Linked DNA regions of Mus musculus: region 1 is linked to region 2. A link is a contact called in public HiChIP or PLAC-seq data. All regions are on one chromosome and are shown on one strand. Each heading gives the region's core, a stretch centred on a gene start, on an enhancer-like site or on the middle of the called end of the contact. The rest is flanking DNA. Distances are from core to core; before and after follow the strand shown. Region 1 has its middle 4.0 kb from the start of Prr5. Region 2 overlaps Gm33830 (a long non-coding RNA gene).

Evidence for each region. HiChIP or PLAC-seq counts read pairs in DNA pulled down with a chosen protein or histone mark.
Region 1: a FOXA1 HiChIP or PLAC-seq map of pancreatic cancer cells shows a contact between it and region 2. The contact joins two enhancer-like sites. A contact is called at or near these places in 1 of 39 promoter capture datasets (hippocampal neurons), 1 of 115 datasets of contacts at active chromatin or transcription factors (pancreatic cancer cells) and 1 of 9 other capture datasets (pancreatic islet).

The regions. Positions count from the first base shown.
Region 1 is chr15:84,673,402-84,680,560 of GRCm38.p6, forward strand. It overlaps a transcript of Prr5 not described here. Among named protein-coding and RNA genes, the nearest start is that of Prr5, 4.0 kb to the right of the region's middle. Within about 2 kb of position 2,155, at least 23 of the 459 cell types and tissues checked have an H3K27ac peak or open chromatin away from gene starts, as enhancers often do. A contact at or near this core is called in pancreatic cancer cells, where this site is marked.
Region 2 is chr15:84,447,959-84,454,660 of GRCm38.p6, forward strand. The region is part of intron 2 of Gm33830 (a long non-coding RNA gene); the gene reads left to right. It also overlaps a transcript of Shisal1 not described here. Among named protein-coding and RNA genes, the nearest start is that of Shisal1, 4.7 kb to the left of the region's middle. Within about 2 kb of position 2,788, at least 120 of the 459 cell types and tissues checked have an H3K27ac peak or open chromatin away from gene starts, as enhancers often do. A contact at or near this core is called in pancreatic cancer cells, where this site is marked.

The sequences.
Region 1 (7,159 bases), core at 905-3,404, 220 kb after region 2:
CTCACCCACATTGACCCCAGGCTGGGTTCTTTTCTCCTGGGGTTCCGAGGGAGGCCCAGCTGGTCTGGGGAGAAGGGAAAGCCTAGTCTAGACAAGAGTAGAAGGATCTGGAAAAAGACCCCCAGCTCAGCTTTCCCACACTGGGAGTGAAATCACAGGGTTAGAAATGCCAGGCCTTGTGGCCCACCTGATACCACTTGAGGCAGGAGAAGGATTAAGTTTGAAGCCTCCTAGCCAGGGCTACATAGTGAGTTCCAGTCTAGCCTGGGCTTCACTGTGAGACCATGTTTCCTTTTTAAAGATGTATCTTACTTTTATTCATGTGTGTAAGAGCGTGTGTTTGGAGGAGCTCACAGAGGTCAAAAGAAGGTTACATCCCCTAGAACTACAGGCAGTTGTGAGTCACATCTCCCCCAACCCACCCCACCCCACCCCACCCCCACCAAGTGGGTGCTGGGGACTGAACTACCTTCTACAGGAGCATTAAGAGCTCTTAACTACTGAGCCATCTCTAGCTCCCCTGCAAAACAATGTAAACACCTAATTAAGCAATCCTGGTGAAGGTGTAACCTGGGTGACCCCCCCATCTAGGTTCTGTTTGGCAGGGTGGTCCCAATTATTCCTGCTATGTGGGGACTGATCTGCTTCCCGTAAGACACTCCCAGTCCAGCATGTAGCCTGTCCACTCTAGAAGAGGCCTTCCTAGTAGGGGGGCGGGGTGTCCTGTCCTTTGAATCTCTGCAGTTCGCCATTGCAGGGTCGGGAACAGGACATTGTAAAAGTTGGCTCCATCTGCCTCAGTTGTTGTTTGTGCCTTTAGCCTTGAAGCAAGATGCTGGGGGAACAGATAAAGTTTTTAGACAGACAACTCTTGAGTGACTGACGTGTCTACCCACAGAAGTAAGCAAGTGACCCGCACTGAAGGAGACAGGCAAGATGAATTGAGGCACATTGTGCTTTCAGTTTGCCTTTAATGGCCTGGTTGGACCAGAGAGAGCCTGTGCGGCGGTGGCAGCGCACTTTTCATCAAAAGTTAGCTTTCAGGAGCCGGTTGCAAGGACATTAATGGCTATGCTCAGAACCAAACCAAAACCAAAACATAGCCATCGAGAGGTGGAGCCAAAGAGAGATCACCAGGCCGTACCTTGACCAGGACCATTTAATTATGCATGTGATTAAGTTGTTTTGCAGGGCAGAGCCTGGAAAATTCTAGGTGGGAAGCAGGCAGAATTCTGAGGGCCCAGAAGGATGGAGAACAGGACTTGGAGGGCTCGAAGGAGGAAGCAGGACCCAAAGAATGGAGGCTGGACCCTGCCTACCTGGAGTCCTGAGAATTTTTTTTGGAATTTGGAGTTTTCTCAGAAAGCAAAGCACCTGATCTGAGGATTAGACAGGCAGGGCAGGGACCCATTTAGAGGGGACCAGAGCCCATAGATGCTGCTGTTCTCTATAAAAGCTCTGGGGGGCAGTAGAGAGCCAGGGTCCCTAGAGCCCACCCCCCCCCCCCCCCCCCCAATGCCCAGGCAACAGTGGTAGGCCCATCTATCCTCAAATGGGTTACAGTCTTGCTACCTGATATTAGAGAAGCTGGAGACCGAACAGGCAACAGGAACTCCAGAGTCAGTCCTCGCGCTGCCTCTCACCGGCCTGTGACCCTGTTGTGATCTTAAGATTTGGAACCTCAGCTGGGCCTCAGTAACATGGGCTGGGTTTAGCAGGTACCTGGTAAATGTTGCTGCTTTTCCTGATCTTGGTCCACTGGGAAATTTCACCATCCAAGGAGTCTCTCCTTCATGGAGATTTTGAAGGAGCAAAGTTTTGACTGCTGGGGTTTGTCCCCGCCCTTTTCCACCATGTGACATGACCCTTCCCCCAGCTCAGGGGTCAGAAAAGTTTTCCTCAGATAATTTCTTGGGTGTAGAAGTCCAGTCTTACTACCTGATATTAGGAAAGCTTGGGGGAACACTCCTCGCGATAGCAGCACCCTCCTCTGAGAGGCCCTGGCTAGCTCTTTGGGCCTCAACCAGGAAGTAAGGGACACAGGCCAAGGGTTGTTTCTCTCTGTTCCTATCGCCCACGTTGGATCTAGGTCCTCAACGGGGAACAGCTCTTCCTACCTGGCAGGCAGGGCTAGGTGCAAGGTTCAGACAACAGAAGAGTAAATGAACTCTCTCCATTCAGATCTCCTGCCACGCCTGTGTGTACTCTGTCTGGGCTCCTCTTGGGTCGCACTAGCAGGAGCTGATTCCTAACTCATTCACTCTTTCCAAGAATGCTTCTAAGGAAAAGCTACTGGCAAGGAGGTGCCTCGAGGAGACGACAGAGCAGGAAGGCAAGCTGGCAACCTGCAGGTCACTGCTGCTGGTGTGTGAGCCTTCACCTGCAGAGTGGGGGGCAAGCGCCATAGGGATCCACATGAAACAGGAGCTGAGGTCGCGGTGCCTTTGGCAGTGCTGGGTCTCCTTAAGGGAATCAAAATACCAACTCTGCCACTCCAAGATTCAGCTCCAAAGAGAACCTCACTGTTCCCAGGCACTGAGTGAGAGATCAGCTCCAGGGTTCTAAAACTCCCCTGCTTCTCTCCAAAGAACTTTTGGAAACTGATGTCCAAGACTTTCACAGATGGGAAACTTTTGGAGAGAGAGAGTCTTTTGGGGTCATGTAGGGGGTCATGTGGATGAGGTGAGGGTGTTGGAGATGAGGGATCTCTGCTGGTCAGAATCCCACAGCAGCCAGAAGCATAGGAGGGAGAAGAGGAGGAGCATTTAACAGGGGGACCAGGTCTAGCCAGGTGGGGCTGTCCCGGGTCAGGGAGACCTGAGGGAAGGTGGCATGAATTAAAAAGGCAGATACCATAGTGTGTTGCTTCTCACACTGATGGACTCCTGTCCTGCCCCGAATGCTGATTGGTCAGCTGGCTTTGCTGTGCAGGGAGAAGAGCCCTCCAAGGTCTTAGCCTAGTCTTGCCCTATGGTGACAGGCTCACCTGGCTTCTGCAGCTCGCCTTCAGTGTCCCTCCCACTGTCCTCTATAACAGGAGCAGTTGCTAGGCTCCTGGTGTGACCCCATGACCTTGTGATTCTCCTGTTCCACCCTCCTCTGCACACCAAGGAAGGATGAGGCCTAGCCCGGGGGCACAGGCCAGAGAGACAGAGCCAGGCACATGCCTTAGCTTCTCACTGGCCCTTTCCTGGGTGTCCGGGACCCCAGGGTAAGGAGCCTACACACCAACTGTACCACAGGCTGCTAGAGACATCATGCCAGTCAGCTTTGGGGAACTGCCAGGCCTTGCCAACAGGGAGCAAAATGACCCCTTTTGGAGTGGATGACCCTTAGAAGGAGATCCTAGGGAGGGTGCATTGAGGGTGGCAGGTGACAGTGACAGAGCTGGAAGGTGACAGTGTCGAAGCTGGGGCTGCTTCTCTTCTGCTCATCAGGCCAGGCTGCAGCTTCAGCCTTGTCATATACACACCCTGACTTCTTGCATGTGCCCTAGCCTCCCTGAACCCCTGTTTCTCTGTTGTGACATGAGACCCCCTCACCTCTGCAAGGGAGCACTGCAGCCTTGGGAGCACCACAACCATGGGAGCACTGCAACCATGGGATCATCACAGCCTTGGGAGCACCACAGCCTTGGGAGCACCACAGCCTTGGGAGCACCAGATGAGGCAGTGTGTTTAAGCCCTGCCTCCCTGTCCTATCTCTTGTCCTTCCTACCCCAGACAAGGATCCCTTCTTCAGTTGACTCCTTCAAAGAAGTTCTCTGTCCTCTTTGATTGACATGGGGAAAGAGAGGGTGAAACCACATTGTGATCTTGTCCTAGACTAGAAATCAGGGGTCAGGAGTTGAGAGTCCTGGGCCCTGAAAATGAACCACCTGGGCCCAGCCCCTCAGTACTTTCATACCCCATGAGTCAGAGAGGATTGTGGGGGAGTGTGGTTCCCCCCCCCCAAAGGGCTTCAGCTTCTATGTTTATTGACCCTCAAATTCTGAGATGCCCATCCTCCAGATGTGTTCACTGAGTCCCTTAGAGGTCAGGTCAAGCAAGACCAGATGGGCCTCCATCCTGGTTGCTCACTTAGGGCTCACTCTAAGAAGGATGGTCCTGATGCTCTTTGAGTCTCCCTTGGTGGCCTGTCTCAAGTTCCTGTTTCTAGCTTGCCAAGTGGAGGTGGGATGAAACCTGGGTCCTGTGGAAGGAGACTGTGGTTCTGAGGTAGGGACACTGGCAGCTTGAGGGATTCAAGAATGAATCCGCTTATCTCCCTTGTCCTTAATCAATAATCAATAATCTTAGGCACAAGTGATTCTCTTCAAGGCCACTCCTAAACAACTGTTGAATCCTTGATCCAGGCACCAAGCCCAGAGGTCCCTATCAGTGCCCAGAGGACCCAGCAAGGCATGTAAGGCCCTGTACCTGCTTACAGGGGTCATAACTGTACCAAAAGATGTCCAGGAATTCTGCCAAACAATGGCTGTTGTGTTTTGGTTTGTTGGGATTTTCTGATACTTCGGGCCACAGGAACACTTTTATAGGAGTTAGTCTTGCCCCCGCCCAACTCCTCCTTTGTCTTTGCTGAGGAGTTAACAGCCTGGTTTCCTCCTAGACTCTACCTTGGATTTCTGGGCCCAGGGAGCTCTGCCCTTTGCTGCCTACCACCAACACTCACACCTAGCAGCACCCGAGCTGCCTACCACCAGCCCCAACACCCGGCGGCACAGCACCCCCGCGTCTCTGTCGCACTTCTGCCTTGGGCTGTGGGTGTAGCCAGTGTTCGTCTGTGCTGGGGCGGGGACAGCTCGTTTCTTTGCTCTCTGGAGATGTTGTCTTTTTTTTTTTTTTTTTTTTTTACTTTCCTTTCTTTGAGACACTGTCTCCTAAGAGTCTATAATTCGCTATGGGGCTGGCTGCAAACTCAGGGCAATCCTCCTGTCTCAACCTTCCAACAACCAAGATTTCAGGCCAGCACCCCTACACTTGGCACTAGAGATGTCTTTTAAGTCTCACCCATTCTGGATATTGCTTGTCCTGCTTCTAGCCCCTTCCCTAGGAGCCCCCTGCAGCTCACTTCTTCCTTCCTCTCCTGCCCACTGTGGCCTCCCCTCCCCTACCAGCCTTCTCCCTCCCTCTGGTTACTCAGACTGCCTCTCTGTTCCCATCTGGCCACTCCTGCCAGACGGGCAGCCAGGGGTCAGTTCTGCCCCTTGTCCTGCCCAACTGCTGAATAAAAGGTCAGGCTTCTCTGAGGGGACCAGGGTTTTGCTGCAGCGACACCCGTGGCAGAGAAATGGTGGCCTCGTGTTTATGCATCTTGGTTTTCACCGATCTGACCTAAAACATGAGATAGATATATCTAGCCATTCCTATTGAGTAGCGACTGTGTGCCAAGCATAGGGAAGGTAGATATGAACAAGTTCCTGCTCCTGGCTCTGATAGACAATGTCAGGAAAGCCAGATTAAGTCTAAACAAGGGCAGGGGCAATCAGAGAAAGGAGAGATGATCTTCAACTTTGATCTCCACTGAAAGGGGTTCTGGAGAGCAGGGAGGCTCGCAGGTTTTGAAGGCATCTCAAGGATTGGGGGCCTCGGGCTTGCTCTTCAGCACAGTGGGAACTCAGGAGGGCAATGTGTGCCATGGCCAGCTCTAGTTATTGTTTGTGAGGGCAAGAAGCAACAGTCAGAAAGAGTGGTCAGAAAGGATCTGTAGTTCAGGCTAGGGTGCTAAGAACCAAGGATGGGGCAGGGTGGGTAGACTCAAGAGGAAGGCCTAGTACATGTATCCGATCTTTTTTATTTTAAAATTTTGATTATGTGTATGAGAATGTGTGCCTGAGTGTGGGTTTGTGTACTTGCATGCAGTGCCCCAAAAAGGCCAGAAGAGGGTGCTGGATTCACAGAGCTGGAGTTACAGGTAGTTTGTGAATTGCCACATGCTAGTGCTGAGAACCAAACTTGTATCCTCTGAGAGAGCAGTTCAGCCTGAGGGTTAGGGTTGTGATTTTACGTTGGCCGGCATTCATACCTATCCTGACGCACATAGAGTTTGTAGGCAGAGACTGGACATACTTGATACAGGATGTAAAACCCCAGGGTCTGGAAGGATAGAGAGAGACCATGGATGTGTGGCCTTCACTTTCCAAAACACAGGAAACTGAAGCCTTTGAGAAGTGACTCACCCAAAGCTTACAGCTGCTCCAGGGATGGAGAGCACCCACCCGGGACATAGGACTAGCCACAAGGCTAGTGCTATGGAGCAATGACAGCCCTCCCCTCCCCTCCGCTCCCCTCCCCTCCCCTCCCCCCAGCCATGCTGACCACCACTGTACACCTGAGTGAGCAGTTTCTACACCCCCACCTGAATGCCGCATCCTCCCAGACCTGGGTTCCTTGACTTGGTTCAGAAAGCTGGTGCCTGTTGTTTGGAGACTGGAAAATTCATCTGCTGTTGACCCCCAAGTCAGGTCCTCACTGGGGCCATTGACTGAATGAAGGAGGTAGGAGCAGCCCAGCCCTTCCCTGCCCTGGCTGCCATTTCACAATAGGTTGAGTGGCCTTCGGCTCTGTGAGAGTTCTTGCGAACAAGGAGTTGTCTGTTTGATCCTTGCCTCCTAAGACAGGCATGTGGGGGTGTCCAGTACACAGTGGCTGGTTAGGAAATGCTGATGGTGGGAGTTGAACCATGACTCTACTCTCCTGCAAGTCACCTGGGGCTGTGCTTGGAAGTGGCAGGCAAAACGAGTGGGACTCCCAGATCTTGCTTGAAGGAGGCTGTGTGTCAGGAGCTGGGGTGTCAGGGGCACTGTGTGTTCGTGAGCCTTGGTCCAGCCTGCCATGTTCTGGTGGCAGAACCCGGGAGAGATTATTTTGCCCTGGGTGCCCCCACAACATTCCCAGCAGGTAGAATTCAAATTTGCCTCAATGCCCCAGGGCTGTCCTGTCCTAGGATCATTTTGCCTTGTGCCTAAGTCACCAGGATTGAGGAGACACTCTGACTTCTACCATACAAGGGGATCTGGGATTCAGGGGGTGCCACTGTCCTCCATTCCTTCAACTCTCGGTGCAACAACCCCTCTGGCCAGTCAATCATCCAAGGTACCGGCCTGAGAGGACCCTAGTCCCTGGCCCCTCCCCCGAGAAAAGGCTCTAGGACAGCCTGG
Region 2 (6,702 bases), core at 1,538-4,037:
TCCAGGCTCTGGTTCCCTTCATGGACATAGCCTGGGCTAACCTACTGGGCCCACCTGAGACTGGGGATGCCCATGGGAACTACTTCAGCCAATGGCCAGGGCACCAAAGCTGCCAAGATAGGTAAGGCCAGGCTCTGGAGAGGGCCAGAGGGTAGGCAGAGCCTGCTTGGTAATTGGGGGAGGGCAAGAAGTGTGTGTGTGTGTGTGTGTGTGTGTGTGTGTGTGTGTGTGTGGTGTGATTCCTCAGCACTCAGGGTCATGGACACAAACCAAAGCAGTTCTGTGTTCCTTCTTGCTGATGCAAACCTTCCAAAGAGGAAGTTGAGGAAGACCCTACTTCAGCTGAGGTCAAAGACAGAGACAGGGTGCTCCTCTGAGTCCTCTGTCTCACGCCATGTCAGTGTGGGGGACCACACAAATCGAAGCAACTTCAGGTCTTGGTAGGAGCAGGGTTAGGTGAGCTGGGTTCTCTGGCTCCCATTGAGACCCTGGTCCCAAGATCTCTGCAGTGAAGGCCAGTCCAGAGACACTCTAGTGTGGACAGCAAGGAAGCAGGTCAGGCTGGGAGAAGTGGGGTGTAGTGTGGGATACCCTGTGTGACATCTGATACGTGTGTGTTAGGCATGGGTATTGTGCAGTAGATGTTGTGTGTGTTGTGTCTGTGTTATATGCTATGCGTGTGTCTCATCTGTATATGTGTTGTATGGCATGGTCTGGAGTGTTTGCATGTGTTAGGTGTCATGGGACATGTGTATGGTGTGTGTGGTGTGTGCAGGGAGCCGAATGTAGCCTGCTTTGTATGTGTGTGTGCTGTGGCTGTGGGTAGCATGTTTTCTGTGTGTACATGGGTGGTGTGAATTGGATGAATGTCATGGTGTAGATCACGGTATCTGGGGGGATGCATCAACAGATATTCAGACACAAAGGGTGTATGGGATGTATGGATGTCTCACTTTGCCTGGCATTCCCACGTGGCCTCCATGCATGGCGTGTCTGTGTGCATCCCCACACGTGAGGAAGGCTGTCTTGGCGAGAGGGATCTGTGTATGGTGGCTTCTGGGAGGAGTTCCCTCCATCCCTCCAACACTGATGCTAAGCAGTCTCATGTTGTAATGAGTGTGTGCACCTGAGGACATGGTGGCTAGTGACCACTGATGCCCTGCCTCTGGCCAGCCCAATTCCGCAGGACACAGCCCAAGCCCCTGTCTCCTCCCTTGACTACTTCCTCTGCAGGCAGCCTGTGCCACCCACACTGAGGCCAGCATGGGCACATAAGGTCCCTCATACCTCCCTACACATGTACTTTCTCCACAATTACAGGGCCCGATTCTGCTTGCATCCCATTGCCCAGGTATCCCTCCTCTAAGGTACAAAATTCTTTAGCATCAGTTTCCTCATTTGTAAAGTAGGATGACCACCAGGACCAGCAAGAAGATCAATGGCAGACCGTATCATTAGGCCAACAAGCAAGTGCTGGTTTAGTGGGTCCTTGGTCCTGCCAATGCCTTCTTGTCCTCTAGGGGGAAGGAGGTCCTATCATTTGTGTAGCCCCACTCCATTTCCCTTCTTCTTGCCACTGCATCCCAGTGCCCTGTGGTTGTTTTAACAATGACCACGCTAGGAAGCCTATTCCACTCCCCACAGTTCTGAAGTTATATTTCCCTGGATCAAGGTGTGTCTGAGGCCATATTTCCCTGAGGGCTCAATGAGACGGCCCTTGCTACAGCTTCAGTCCAGCTGACCCCAGTATCCTTCAGTGGTGGCTATACTGCTGCAGCTGTATTGCTGTACCAGGGGCCACCCCAACTATCCCTGTTAACTCCCATCTCAGTACCTTAAACTTCAATGCCACTCCAAGATATTTCCTCTCTCTCTCTCTCTCCCTCTCTCTCTCTCTCTCTCCCTCCCTCCCTCCTTCTCTCTCTTTCTTTCTTTCTTTCTTTCTTTCTTTCTTTCTTTCTTTCTTTCTTTCTTTCTTTCTTTCTTATTACTTATGATAGGATCTTAAGTAGCCCTGGTTGGCTCAGACTCCCGAAAATGACCTTGAATTTTCCCGATCCTCCTGCCTCTATTCCCTAAGAGCTAGGATTATAGGCATGCACCACCATGCACAGTTTATGTGTTGGTGGGGACAGAATCTAAATATGTATGTTGGGCACACACTCTTCTAATTGAGCCACACTCCAGCCTCCCTTTCCCCCCTTTTAAATGACATTCTACTTGTTTATTTTGTATGTGCATACGTCTATGTGCACACATACCTGAATGCCATGGTGGACATGTGGAGGTCAGAAGACAACTTTCAGGAATCAGTTCTCTCCTACCACTCACTATATGGGTCCCAGGGAATAAACTCGGGTCTGTCTGGCTTGGCAGGAAGGCCTTTACCCACTGAGCAATCTTGCCAGCCCTCGAGGGACCCACCCCAAGCTCAGGAATGGGGCTGAAATGCCAAGGGGGGAAGGAGAGTGTTTCTCAGCTTCCTTCTCCCTTGCATATGCAGAGAGAGAGACAGGCTGCCAGAGCAGGGAGGACCAAGTGAAGCAGGCAGCTCGGGGTCACGCGTAGAGCCCCTCCCCCACCCAGAGTCGAGCTGGGAGGTGGGCTGGGTTCCTTCACAGCTGACCAAGCAGCTGCTCTCACCCCATCACGGCAGCACCTGCAGTGGGGAGCCCTGCTCTGCACCCCAGCACCACCCTCATCCTCCGGCCTTATTTACTACATCTCTGCCTTCGGGAGGCCTGCTCCCCCGCAAAAGCAACTGCTCACCGGGCAGGCGAGCGAGCGGCAGGCGGGCCGGCCTGGCGATGACTCATGCTCTCTCCGCGGAGTGCAGCCTTTTCAAAGGGCTGGCTGGGGAGGAAGCTAAATTTAAAGCCAGGCTTCCCGAGAAGATCACCTGCCACGTCAAAATCGCTGCCATTTAATTAGAAGTTGGGGGCATAAGGCTTCCACCCTGCTCTCTCTGGAATCCTCCTGGGGAAGGCTGAGGGGGAGGCAAAGCCCCAGGGGGCAAGAGCCAGCTGGCTCCCCAGCTGTGACACGTCCCTTTGTTCCTTCCCCCAGACTTCCTTCAGGGAGTGGTCCCCACCTTCCAGGGACCATCAGTCTCTTCCTTCCTCCTCTTCAAGGGTTCTAACCCTGGGCATGTAGAACAGGGCTCAAGAGGTCTAGAGGTCCCTGTTCCCCCAAGAAAGGATAAGGCTGTATCAGGCCTCAGCTCTGTCCTCAGACAAATGCTGGACCAGGGGACTTTCCATGGGACTTTCTGATCTTTTCATGGAGGGGGTAGGGGCACCTGTTGCCTTGTTTATCCACAGAGAGTGAGAGATCTTTGCTGGAACAAGTACTTGGAGGAGCCCTGGAAGGCTTCCTGGTGGAAGGTAGAGACTCTGAGGTGAAAGCTACCCAGATAAAGCCTATTGACCTTCCACTTTGGACAGCTAACTGCATGTTTGTTTCCCAGTCTCTTCTGGAGCCACGCAGATCACAGCACAGCCCTGGCTTCTCTGTGCTGTAGGAACAGAGCTGCCAAAGTCAGGCTGCCCAGAGACTTGGGAAGCCACGTAGAGCATCAGCTCTCCACTGATGCTTCGGGGGGGGGGGTGGTCGGGGTTGGGGTCGTCGGGGGTGGGAGGAGGCACACATTCCCTCACTTCGCTTATCCGGGGGTGGGGGGAACACGCAACTGGCTGACCGGGTCAGGTACACAGAAATGAGCAAGCTACAGATGCCACAGCCATCTTGGGGACTTGGGAGCTCAGACTTAGAGAACTGACCTGGGGATCCAGAAAGCTTCCCAATCCACAGGCCCTAAAGAATGGTCAAAGACCTGGCTGCCTATACCAGGACTAAACGAAGATGCCCAGTTCTCTGTTCTCTCCTCTCCTGCTCCCTTCTGACTGCAGCTGTGACAACCATGCTAGCCCTGAAGGAGGTGAGGCAGGACAGCTCCCAGTCCTCACAGCTAAGGCCCACCCAGGTCCAAGATGGATCTAGGATCTTCCTCTCTCCACAGACCTGGGGCTATGTGCCAAGGAAGAAGGAGGAGGGAGGGTGCAGACATTACTAAGGATATTGATCTGTTGCATGCAAGATGAGGAGGCTATGGGGTTTGAAGATTGTGCCCTATGAGCCCTTAGAAGCGGAGGCTATCCCCAATATCCCAGTGTGGGAGGGGCTGGGTATGAGATAGACAGGTGCTGTTGAGGTTCTCCAGGCAAGAAGGGGAGGGGCTGTGGATACTCTGGTCCCAGCAGGGAGGCAGGTCCCTGATTCCATCTGAGGATACCACTTTCTCTGACAGCCTGTGTAGCCAGAAAGGGGACCCCAGAAGCCAGTTGGATATCTACCTGCTGACCATAAGGCCACAAAGGAATGCTGATGGTATGCTCAGTGTAACTTTCTAACCAGCATACTCATGCCTGTGGCTTCTACAGAGATCCTGCCTGGTAGTTCATCTTTCCTGCTACAACAGGATAGTAGCAGCACAGATCTGACTTATCTATCTCCCCTTGCTATACAGACCTGTGGTCTAGCCTGCTGAATGGAGTGGGCCCTGCTCTGGGAAACAAAGGCCCTGGCCCTGCCAGTTCAGATGCAAGGGTCCCCAAGCTCCCAGTTTACTGTGGTGACTAAGTCAGGCCCTGCTATGTGGGACATAAAGCTACCAAGGTATATCTTCCTCTAGGGTCAGTGGGGAGCCAAGGGACAGGCCACCCTCTTCATTACCCCAAACTGAAAAGCAAGAGCCCCTAGGGGTTAGTGTCATGCCTCAGTTTCCCTATCTGTGCCATCACTGATAGTTCTCTGTCCTCCCCCACCCCAACATATACCCAGGAAGTGCCAGGTTCCATTCTCAGGATAGAAAGCACATCAATTTGCGACAAGCCCAGGGAAGGTGTTGTTACAGCCTGTCTTCACAAATAACTTCCCAGGTGACAAGTTGACAATAGGGACAAGCCAAGGTGTGGGGTTGGTTCCATGAAGGCTTTGGTGACACTCTGAACTCTGGGCCTGAGCCATAGCTCAACTTGTGCATGCTAGGGTCTCCTAAAGCCCCGCTTCTCTGTACTTATTCCCGACAGGGACCTGTGCTGACAGAGGGGAGGCCAGCCCAGGCCTTGGGGATGTCAGTTTGTATCAGCAATGGTAACCTCCTTCATTTGGTCCACATGGGTTTGGATTCTCCACAGCTGGTGGCTCTCACAGCTCATCTTCCCAGAGAACCAGCACAGATCCAAAGCAGAGACCATACAAGTGAATAGGGTATTCATCAGCTGGCTTGACAGAACCTGACCTTCCCGCAGCCATGACTCTCCTCGGCAGACCCAGAATTCCTGTGCCAGCATAAGGCTAATCACAGCCCTGGCACAAGCAGAAACCTTCCCAGCTCACCAAGTGTCCTTGAGAAGTACAGGGACCAGGGCCAGGGACAACCTGGTTCTTAGACTGTAGGAAGGGGGCTCAGAGAAATGGTATAATAGGCCCCAGGCCACACAGCTCAGATGCTGGGCAAGAGGGGCATTCTGAGGATTCCCAATGGCCTGGGATATCACTTCTAGGCATTGGGGGTTCTGTCTTAGAAGATTAGCAAGGGTCCTTGCTCTCCAAGCCAGTTGTCCATTCTGTATGGGCTGAGTAAGGCGTTACTGACCAGAACAGGGGTCTGGGCTTGACTGTGTGACCTCATATCACAAGATGATGCTCTGCCTCCCTCTCTGACCTGTTTGTTGGGGCAGGAAATTGTCCTCTAGGGTTAGGTGAGAGGGTGGGCTCAAGACCACATCCATTTAACTGAAGCCAGGTAGGGCGATATGGTTCCCCGCCCCCTGCAACACCACACTCAGATGCTCCCCACAAATCTGTCATGGAAGCCACTTCTGAGTTTCTGTAAGAGAACAGAGCAAGCTCAGAGAGGCTAATTGCATAGAGCCACAGAGTTGGGACCACAATTCCCACTCCAGGCTGTTACCCTTGACAGAGCAGAAGGCCCTTGAATGGGGCCATGTCTGCCTCTGCCTTCCAAACCTCAGTTTCCCAGATTGTTCCATGCTTACTTGCCAACCAACAGTGCAAGGTTCTGGCAGGCTCACTTTTGATGGCTTCTGGACAGCTCTGCCCAGGCACGGGGATGCAGGATACAGGCCATCCAGGGTTCAGTGGCACAAGTCCTGGGGTCCTACAGGGTTCCAAGTCCCTTTAACGTGCTAAACTGTTGGCTGGGCCTCCTCAGACACCTTCATCACTGAAAAATTGTGTTAACACACAGCCTAGGGAGTGAATGGCCCAGGGAGCCAAGGGCTTGGGTTCTATTCTGGGGAGGCTCCTGGTAGAGAGCCAGCCATGAGCCGGGCAGCAGGGCAGAGTCACGGTCCAGGCCAACTGACCACTGGCCAGCCATAGTAGCTTACATACGTGAAGATTCTCAACTTACAAAAGATCTGATAGGGTGTGAAGTAGGAGGCTGAGGGAGGGTGTGTCATGGGCAAGGGTTTAGGGACGCCTACAGGTCACATCAGAGGGTTTTCCTAGCTGACCCACCAGCTCAACCTTCGGAACAGGAGAATGAAAGGAAATGTAGCCGTTCAGAGCCTGGGTCCGTGCACCTCACCCAGGCCTTGCCTCTGCACAGGTTTCCTCATGAATCCCACTGGCTCACCAAAACAATATATTATCTATGCATACAAAGAATAGGGAGGA